Linked DNA regions of Mus musculus: regions 1 and 3 are each linked to region 2. A link is a contact called in public HiChIP or PLAC-seq and promoter capture Hi-C data. All regions are on one chromosome and are shown on one strand. The core of a region is the stretch at or near the end of the contact, and the rest is flanking DNA. Distances in the headings are between cores, read along the strand shown. Region 1 holds the start of Ephx4 (epoxide hydrolase 4). Region 2 holds the start of Barhl2 (BarH like homeobox 2). Region 3 holds the start of Lrrc8c (leucine rich repeat containing 8 family, member C).

Region 1 (2,720 bases), core at 147-2,646, 950 kb after region 2:
AACAAAAGCATTTGTGGATATAGCCCAGAGCTAGTGAATGCAGGCCCACCACCCCTGCTTCCATGGGGGTGGGGCAGGGATCAACACCAAGCAGAAGATTTGTATAGACACTTTGTCGAGAAAAGTATAGCTGAGTGACATGTGATCACACAGAAGATGCCTGGTACTATTCGCCATTAGGAAATAAATGTAGGCTTTATTCTTTTTATTCATTATTTAACAGTAATTAACAGTAATAACGCGGTAGCCTTTGTGGCATATTCAGACATATGTGTCATTAAACTTTGTTCTAAAACATTCACTTCCCCAGCTGCCCTCCCCCATGCTCTGCCCTCAGGCAGCTCCTTCCTTCCGGAAGATAGTGCCTCTTATTGAGAATCAAGGGTTCACTCTGCACCTCTGGAACAAATGAAATTAAGAGTTCAGTACACAGTGCTTTAAAGAATGGGACCCAGGCTCTAAGCAACACCTCTAGCACCGAGCAGTCATTCTGGAAGCCAGTTTGATTCTGTCGCAGAAAGCCAAAGGTACACTTACCCACCTTATCCCACTGTCTCATTTCTAGGTGAAATAGGAAAAAAAAAACGTTCACACAGAAACATTTTATGTAGATACACTTATAACAGCCCTAAGCTATTCAGATGGAAGGAATGAGTAGAGATGGCTCACCAGTTAAGAGTACTGGCTGCTTTTTCAGAGGACCTGAGTTCAGTTCCGGAGGTGAGGGGTGCACAGTCACCTGTAACTGCATCTCTAGAAGGACGGACGGACGGACGGACGGACACACACACACACACACACACACACAAGGGAGGTCAGGGAAGAGAAGGGAAACAGGAACGTAAAGGAAGACTAAGAAGAATGAATGTTTCTTAACGGGGCGGGGTGGGGGTAGGGCTGATAAACTATTGTAGAGTTACACCAATGGGGGCGGGAGGAGGGAGGGGGAGGGGAACATTAAGAAGAGAGGGAGGAGGGAGGAGTCCTTGCTAAGGGTAGGGACAAGCTAATTGATTGCTTGTGCCTTGGTGTAAAGTGCCTTTTTGCTTTTTCTGGCTGGGGTGTTTGGTAACTTTGAACTCAGTTAAGAAACAGTTAATATCTGTAAGAGATTGTGTTAGGGATGCCCACCTGAAGAAATAATTACCACAGTTCAGTACAAAAGTCCCTCCCGCCCTCCGCGATTCTCACATCCGGGAAAAGGTCTGCGGCTTCTGGGACCGGGGCGCTGGGACCTGTTCAGAGCCCGGAGCTTCGACAGGACCTGGGGATGGCGTTCGGCGTCGCCTTCATGTCGCTCGGCTCTAGCGACGTGGCACGGGAGGACAGCCCGGGCCTCGCCCTGCGCGGTCCCCGAGGCCCGGGCGCGCGGCGTGTGCGGGGCGAGCGGGCGGGCGCGGGAGGGACGCCGCAGCTCGGCTCCCGCAGGCGCCCATGGCCCCGCCGCGCCCGCCCCGCCTGCTGCCCGCGCTGCGCGCCCTGCTCTACTGGTCCCTGGTGTACGGCTACTGCGGGCTGTGCGCCTCCGTCCACCTGCTCAAACTTTTGTGGAGCATCGGTAGGGCGCCGGCGCAGACCTTCCGCCGGGCGGCCCGGGCCAACCCTCCGGCGTGCCTGAACGACCCCTCCTTAGGGACTCACTGCTACGTGCGCATCAAGGTGAAGGCCGACGCGGGCCTGGAGACAGGGGAGGGAGAGGGACGCGGGTGGGGAGCCCTGGAAGCCGCGGTGCCTAGGGCGCCGGGCCGATTGTTCCTAGATGCGTCCCGATGGCTGCGGGCACCCGGAGGACCCCAGGGGGAGGCAGGAGGGACCTGGCCAGGGGCTGTTCCGCGGGTCAGTATCATGGCTTTCCACTCTCTCCTTAACCTATGTGTGTGTGTGGAGGGGGGGAGGTGCGTGTTTCAGAACGTGAAATTTCTCTAACTGGATCCTCCTCCTGCTGAAGCAACTCAGAATAATTCTGCTCCCTCTCCTACTGCAAGGAGAAGCTATCTCCTGTTACCTTTTTTGCCTTTTAGGGCTCAGATCAGTTGCAGGATAATGCTCCTGGCGGTGCCCTGCTGTCCAGATTTTGAGATGGAGGGAGTGGACAGTTCTTTGGAAAGTCATTTCTAATCTCAGATGACCTAGGCAGCACTAAAGGATAAGAAATGGTTTGTGTTTGTGAGGAAGGAAGTAGGTGCAAAAAGTCAAAAATAGGAGAGAATGGAATACAAAGTAGGTACCCACTTCTTAATAAAGCTCCATTCTCTGTGCTTAAATAAAAGTGTCAACCGTGCCAACAGATTTTCATTGTCCGTCCTCGTCCAAGCTTCTGTCACAGCCCACAGACGGTCTATTTCCTGATGCCAGGTGGTGGAGTGATACAGTCTCTGTGATACGACCTACAGTCTGACTCACAAGCCTTTCAAAGGCAACATACAAGGAGATATTTGTGTTACTGAGTCCTGCCTGACGTTTAATCAGCAGCTAAACTCCCCAGCAACTGGGATTCAGAAAGGCAAAAGGAGCCTGAAACTGATGTGAGAATTAAGTATGTTCATGTTTCGAGAAGAAGGAGAGGAGGAGGAGGAGGAGGAGGAGGAAGAGAACCACAAAGAAAAAGAGAAGAAAACATAGGCCAACGGACCTATAACTTAGTATAATTTATAATTCATCATTATAATTATCAACCTGGCATATACCCAGTGCGATAAAATCTTTATTAAATCCAATCT
Region 2 (2,712 bases), core at 50-2,549:
GCATTCAAAAATAAACATCAAGTTGTGATCACAGACCTAGACAACCACAACTGGCTACCAGCTTCTCTCCACCCCTTCCCACTCCCATTCCCAAGGTCTCAGCTAAAAGAAGAAAAAAAAAAAATCCCAAGTAAGCCTCTGTTTTCAACGAAAAGTGTCTCCCATCCTATCTCTTCAGTTACCACCTTCCTCCAGCACATTTAAAATTAAGTAAAACAAAGAACGGAGCCGGATGGCCGCAAAGGTTGTGGGGCAGAAATGTAACCAACAGAACTTAAGGTGCGTCGCTAAATCGCACGCCTAGGCCCCTCTCCTTCGGCGGTCACTCAAGTGACCCGGGCAGCTCCGGCGCAACTCACCGTGGCATTTGATGTCGCTCTGGGGGTCTTCTCTCTTGTCCAGCTTGGTTTTGCCGTCCTCCTGCTCAAGCTTTGGCCTGAAGCTCTCGTGTGCCGCGTTGCTCTCCTGCTTCGGGGTGTGATGAGGAGAAGAAACGCTGGTGCTGTAGGGTGCACAAGCCGCCAGGGGTTTGCTGTCTCCCAAGATGTCCTTAATTAAAAAGGAAGAGGTGGAAGTCCTGGGGGCCGCGGCGGCCGAGCCCAGCTGCTGGGCTGCTGACTGCGGCTGCGGCGGCGGTTGCTGTTGGGGCGAAGGCTGCAAACTTTGCGCGGGGACCGCGGATGGTGGCGGCGGCTGTTGGCTGTGGTGGAGGTGATGGTGATGCTGGGGTCCGTCTGTCACAAGATGCGGCTCCGGGGGTTCCAGGGTGACCGAGATCGGTGAAGAGGGCGCCGTTCCCACGGTATCAATCTCCGAACAGGGTGACGGGGTGGCCTGGCTCCTAAAATCCGTTGTCCTCGCTTCACCGAGCGATCGGAAATCCCCGTTCATCATGCCGGGGCTCCCGGAACCGGCACCGGACAAAATAGTGTCTATTCCAAAACTCGACCCGCTGGCCCCTTCCATTGCTGTCATTTCTACATGAGGTCCACGCTACTCCGCGGATCAGCCGCCGCCGGGACCAAGCAAGGGAAACTACCGATCGTAAAACAAAATAGACACTAAAAAGCGTTGACACTGCTTTAAAAAAAAAAAAAAGTGGGGAGGGAATGAAGGATAATGGGAGGTGACAATTGGTGGGCACTTTCGACTCAACTTTTCCCCCTTATACAAAAAGTAAAGAGAAAAAAATTTGAGGGGAAAGCCCCCAAATGCCACAAGCGGGAAGGTGTGCTCCGCTCCGCTGGACCACCGCGCACGTGGGCGGTGGCAGCGGAGAGCAGCACCGAGACTAAGATGCTGGCCGCTGGAGCAACCCCGCCGCCGCCACCTGCACCGCCACCGCCGCCGCCTGGGTCTGCCCACTGCCCGATCCCGGGCGGCGGCGGCGGCGGCCGGAGCAGGTGCAGCGACCGCTAAGGCCGGGCGGTCCCGGAGGTGACCGCCGTGCGTGACCCGGCAGTCCCGGAGCCGAGTTTCTGAACTTTGTTGGAAAGTTGCGGAGCGAACGCGGCCGCCGCCGCCCCGGGAGGAGGAGAAGCAGCGAAGGAGCAAGCGCGGGCGCAGGAGACCGCGGACAGGCGGCGCCCGGCGACTCCCGCCGCTGCCCCGCGCGTTGGCTTGTCATCCGCGGGCTCGCGGGCGGCGCCGACCCCCTCCCGTGACGTCACGGCCCCCGCCGCCGCTCCCCGCCCGCGCCCCCGCCGCCCGGGCCCCGCGCCCCATTGGCCGCTGCGCGCCAGCCAGCGACGCCGGCGTGCCGGGAGCCAATGGGCGCGCTCCTGGCCAGCCCGTCAGCAGCGCGCCTCGAACCCCGCTGCTCTTTTGAGAACCGAACCTCGGTGCGCCCGCAGCCCTGAGCCCAACGCCTACTCCAGGGGTCCAAGTGGTACCCACTGTAACGAGTACCCGGCCAGGGAGATGGGGAGAGACCAGAAGGGCACTGGAGAAGGGAGCCCCCGGGCGGGAAGCGGGGAAGCAGTACGGATCGTTAGATGTGCCCGTGCTAAGTCAGATTGGAGGGTGAGTGGAGAGGCCGCGAAGGGCAAAAGGATCCTGCGGCTCCCGGTGGCCTGCAGCGCAGCCCCGCTCGCACGGTTCCCAAGCACGCTTGAGCAGAGCGGAAACACGAGGAGCAGGGGATAGAGGTGCTGAGGGACCCCACGGGGAAGTGTGTGACACCAGAGCCAGAGCTCCGCGTGGGCCTGCAACGTCTGAGCTCTACTCTCCCCACAGGAGCCGGTGCGCTCCAGCTCGGTCCAACCGGGTAGCAGATCCAGGAGAGGCACTGAGCTGGGGGGCTACATCTTTGACCCCCCTGTCGGGAAGGATCGGGCCTTTGGCTCCAAATCCCGCTTTGTCTCCAGTCAGAGCCTGTGCTGGAAGAAATGCCGGGCCAAGCACTTTCTCCCGAACCGGGAAAAACCCCGGGCGAGGCGTTCTCCAGCGGCGCGGGCAGCTGTGGTTCCCTGCGGCATCAGGCTGCTGTGGGGCCGCGGGAACTGGGTGGCTGGTCCGCAGCCTGAGCTCCCGCAGCTCCTCCCTCCAATGCTTCCATCCCCTCCCCACTGTGGCAGGCCTTGGTTTTGGAAAGGAAACAGTCACCGCCGATCCATTTGGGACCTGGAACGCGACTGTGACGCCGCCTTGTCGGAGGGTATCAACTTGCATTCTTTCTTCAGGACGTCTCCAACCTGTCTCTTGTTGAATGTC
Region 3 (2,700 bases), core at 128-2,627, 940 kb before region 2:
AACAGTTAGGTTGGGGGGGGGGGGTGCCGGGCAAGGAGGAATAGGCTCCTCCCCCACGGCCCCCATACCCTGCTTTTTATCATGGCTTGGAAAATGATTGTCTTCTATAAACTCACCATGCAGGAGCACACAAACTAGTTAATGGCTGCTGGCTGCCCGTTTTTGTCCTCTTCTGTCTCTCCCAGACTGCCAGGGCAGAGTAATTCTTTATCTGCGTCAAGTGCTCTGAGGACAGCCAGCTGGTTACTGACAAACTCTCTCTCTCTCTCTCTCTCTCTCTCTCTCTCTCTCTCTCTCTCTCTCTCTCTCGACTGCTACAGTGATCTTATCTGCACTTTTTCCCCCAATAGGCAATTTTTCTTTTTAGGGAGATGCCAGCTTTCAAGATGCTAGTTTGTGCTTTTAAACTATAATTGGGCAGAGAGATAGGCAGACAAACCCAAGGCTCAGATCAATGGCTGGGAGAGAATCCCTCCCCTACATCGTCTAAACAACAGGTGGTTCGGGGCACATTGTTAACTCTTTTGCACACACACACACACACACACACACACACACACACACACGATCCCCACCTCTGCCCACACAAAATCGTAGGCGGAGCTTTCATATGGAACGGCACCTGCTGCTCAAAGCCCAGAAGCCCATCTTGCAGGGTCCAGTAACGAGGGACTCCTGCCAGCTGGTCAATGGGATTGAGGTTGCCCAGGGTCTTAAGGCTTTGTAAACTACGGGCATCGGATTTTTTTCGTTCTTCCCTGTTCCCCTCATATATACCACCGCCCCCTCTCCACCCGCTTCCTGGACCTTTCATTCTCTGGGGAGGGGTTATCTCCAACCTGACCCTCTGGGAGTTCCCAGGAGGGCTATTTTTAGCAGCAGCCGCTCTGCTTCAACTTAGCCCAGGGAGGAGCTGCGGTGTAAGAGCGGATGGCGGGCTCACAGAAACCACCCGCTTTTTGGCATTGTTAGGGTTGCACACAGGAGGCAGAGGACCGATCTTCCCTGCTGTGCCAACCAGGTAGGCAGCTCTGAGCAGCGGAATCATCCAGCCGCGGAGAGGCTTGATTTCCCGGTGGGGAACCCGGGGCCCGCCCAGCGCGGGCCCGCCTGCCCTGGACGCCTGGTGGTCTCGGCAGAGGAGGAAGTTCCCGGGCATCGCTGCCTGCGTCACAGCGGGGCTGGCACCGCGGCGGCGGCTCGGCAGCCGACGGCGACCCCGGGGCTGGGCGCTGGGCGGCGCTGGCTGCCGCGGGCCAGGCGGCGCGCGGGGCGGCGCTGGAGGCGGCTCCGCTTGCAGGCGGGGAGGCACCGGGGAGGAGGAACAGGGCTGCGGAGCTGGGGCGTTAGCTGCGTCCCGGCTCAGAGCCCGCGAAGAAGACGAGGACCGAGGCGCCGCCGCGGCCGTGGCCGCAGCACTCTGAGCGCGACAAGCCATGAGCAGCGACGCCGCGGTCGCTTGCCGCCGCTGAGCCCAACCCGGACACAGCTCGCCGCGCCCTGGCATCCTTTTCTGCGGATACCCTCGCCCCCAGAGGTAAGTGCCGGGGACCCGCGGAGGGATGGAGAGGGACGGCCAGCACCCTGCCACTAGCCTCGGTTCTCTGGGCGCGCCCCAGCCTGGACCCGTCCACCCTCCCTCGTTCGTGACCCTGCTTCCCCAGGGCTCTGGGACAGGCACATTGTGGTCGCCTACTCAGCGTGCGGTTCGGGGATCCCGCTAACCCCAACCCCACCCAACCCACGCGGGCCCTGGCGTCCGCGCCAGGGACCCCCAGCCGGGAGCCCAGTACAGCCTGGCCGCTAGGTTCTGGGGACTGGGGGAGGGGCGTACTAGGAGAAAACGCGGTTGCTGCAGGGATGGCCATTCTCCTTCCCTACCTTCAAAACCCCCGGAGATGCTGGGGCCTGTTTTTTCTGCTCTTCTCCCCAACCCCCTCTCCTCCCTGGAAGATGCCTGAAGTTACACTTTTTGAGGAAGGAGGGGGAAATCGAAGGTCTACACAGAGATCCAGTGAGCACTAGTCCGCTCACCTGCAAGTCCAGAGGGGCCGGAGGGGGCTGCTCTGCATCCTAAGACCCTGGAGGCCAGGTGTCTAGGCCAGCAACTGCGGCCAGGATTTCTGCCTTCATCCCAAACTGACCCTAGCAGGCTAGCAGGCTCTCTCTCTCTCTCTCTCTCTCTCTCTCTCTCTCTCTCTCTCTCTCTCTCTTCTCCAGCGTAGAGGTGTTTGGGATGGAGTTAGCCCCTTGGGAGCCTCAGGGTGTGCTCTATAGACGCCAAAGCCTTTCTTTTTTTCCAGCAGCTAATGTTTCCCTCCCCCAACACTTGGCTGTGTACATCAGATTTCAGTTATTTTAAAATCCTTCAAGTTACCTTTCTTTGCAACGGCTCAGCCCACATCTAGTCCCCATGCTTAATGCGGATGTTTTATTAGAGGTTGAGGGCAGAGCTTTACTGAGTTTCCAACTCCTTAAGTATTTTTAAACTCGCAACAAATTAGTTAGGAAACATTTTTGGGCTCCCATCCTCCTTAAAGTGAAAAATAAGACTAATTGATCTTTGTGGGAGTGTCCAGGTTTGGCTCATAGAGCCTTATTACCCTTTAGAGGTGCTGTTTCACATCTACAGACTGCAGTAGCATATGAAGTGTGGCCTTAGCTAACGGTCACATTTCTGCCGAGTATGCAGTGCTTTGC

What was found. Promoter capture Hi-C pulls out the DNA fragments that hold promoters and counts their contacts. HiChIP or PLAC-seq counts read pairs in DNA pulled down with a chosen protein or histone mark.
Region 1: a contact with region 2 is called in a promoter capture Hi-C map of embryonic stem cells. The contact joins the promoter of Ephx4 here to the promoter of Barhl2 in region 2. A contact is called at or near these places in 3 of 39 promoter capture datasets (embryonic stem cells and liver), 1 of 484 Hi-C or Micro-C datasets (embryonic stem cells) and 2 of 9 other capture datasets (adipose tissue and embryonic stem cells).
Region 3: a contact with region 2 is called in an H3K27ac HiChIP or PLAC-seq map of embryonic stem cells, with 2.4 times the contacts expected there. The contact joins the promoter of Lrrc8c here to the promoter of Barhl2 in region 2.

The regions. Positions count from the first base shown.
Region 1 is chr5:107,402,117-107,404,836 of GRCm38.p6, forward strand. It overlaps Ephx4 (epoxide hydrolase 4), which reads left to right and starts at 1,397. Exons shown (of 7, transcript NM_001001804.2): 1 at 1,397-1,659. The coding sequence starts at 1,435. The region is part of intron 3 of Gm17202 (a long non-coding RNA gene); the gene reads right to left.
Region 2 is chr5:106,456,867-106,459,578 of GRCm38.p6, forward strand. Barhl2 (BarH like homeobox 2) reads right to left here and starts at 1,300. Exons shown (of 3, transcript NM_001005477.1): 1 at 360-1,300. The coding sequence starts at 975. It overlaps Gm33151 (a long non-coding RNA gene), which reads left to right and starts at 1,726. Exons shown (of 2, transcript XR_389476.3): 1 at 1,726-2,022; 2 at 2,577-2,712.
Region 3 is chr5:105,518,094-105,520,793 of GRCm38.p6, forward strand. Lrrc8c (leucine rich repeat containing 8 family, member C) reads left to right here and starts at 1,378. Exons shown (of 4, transcript NM_133897.2): 1 at 1,378-1,537.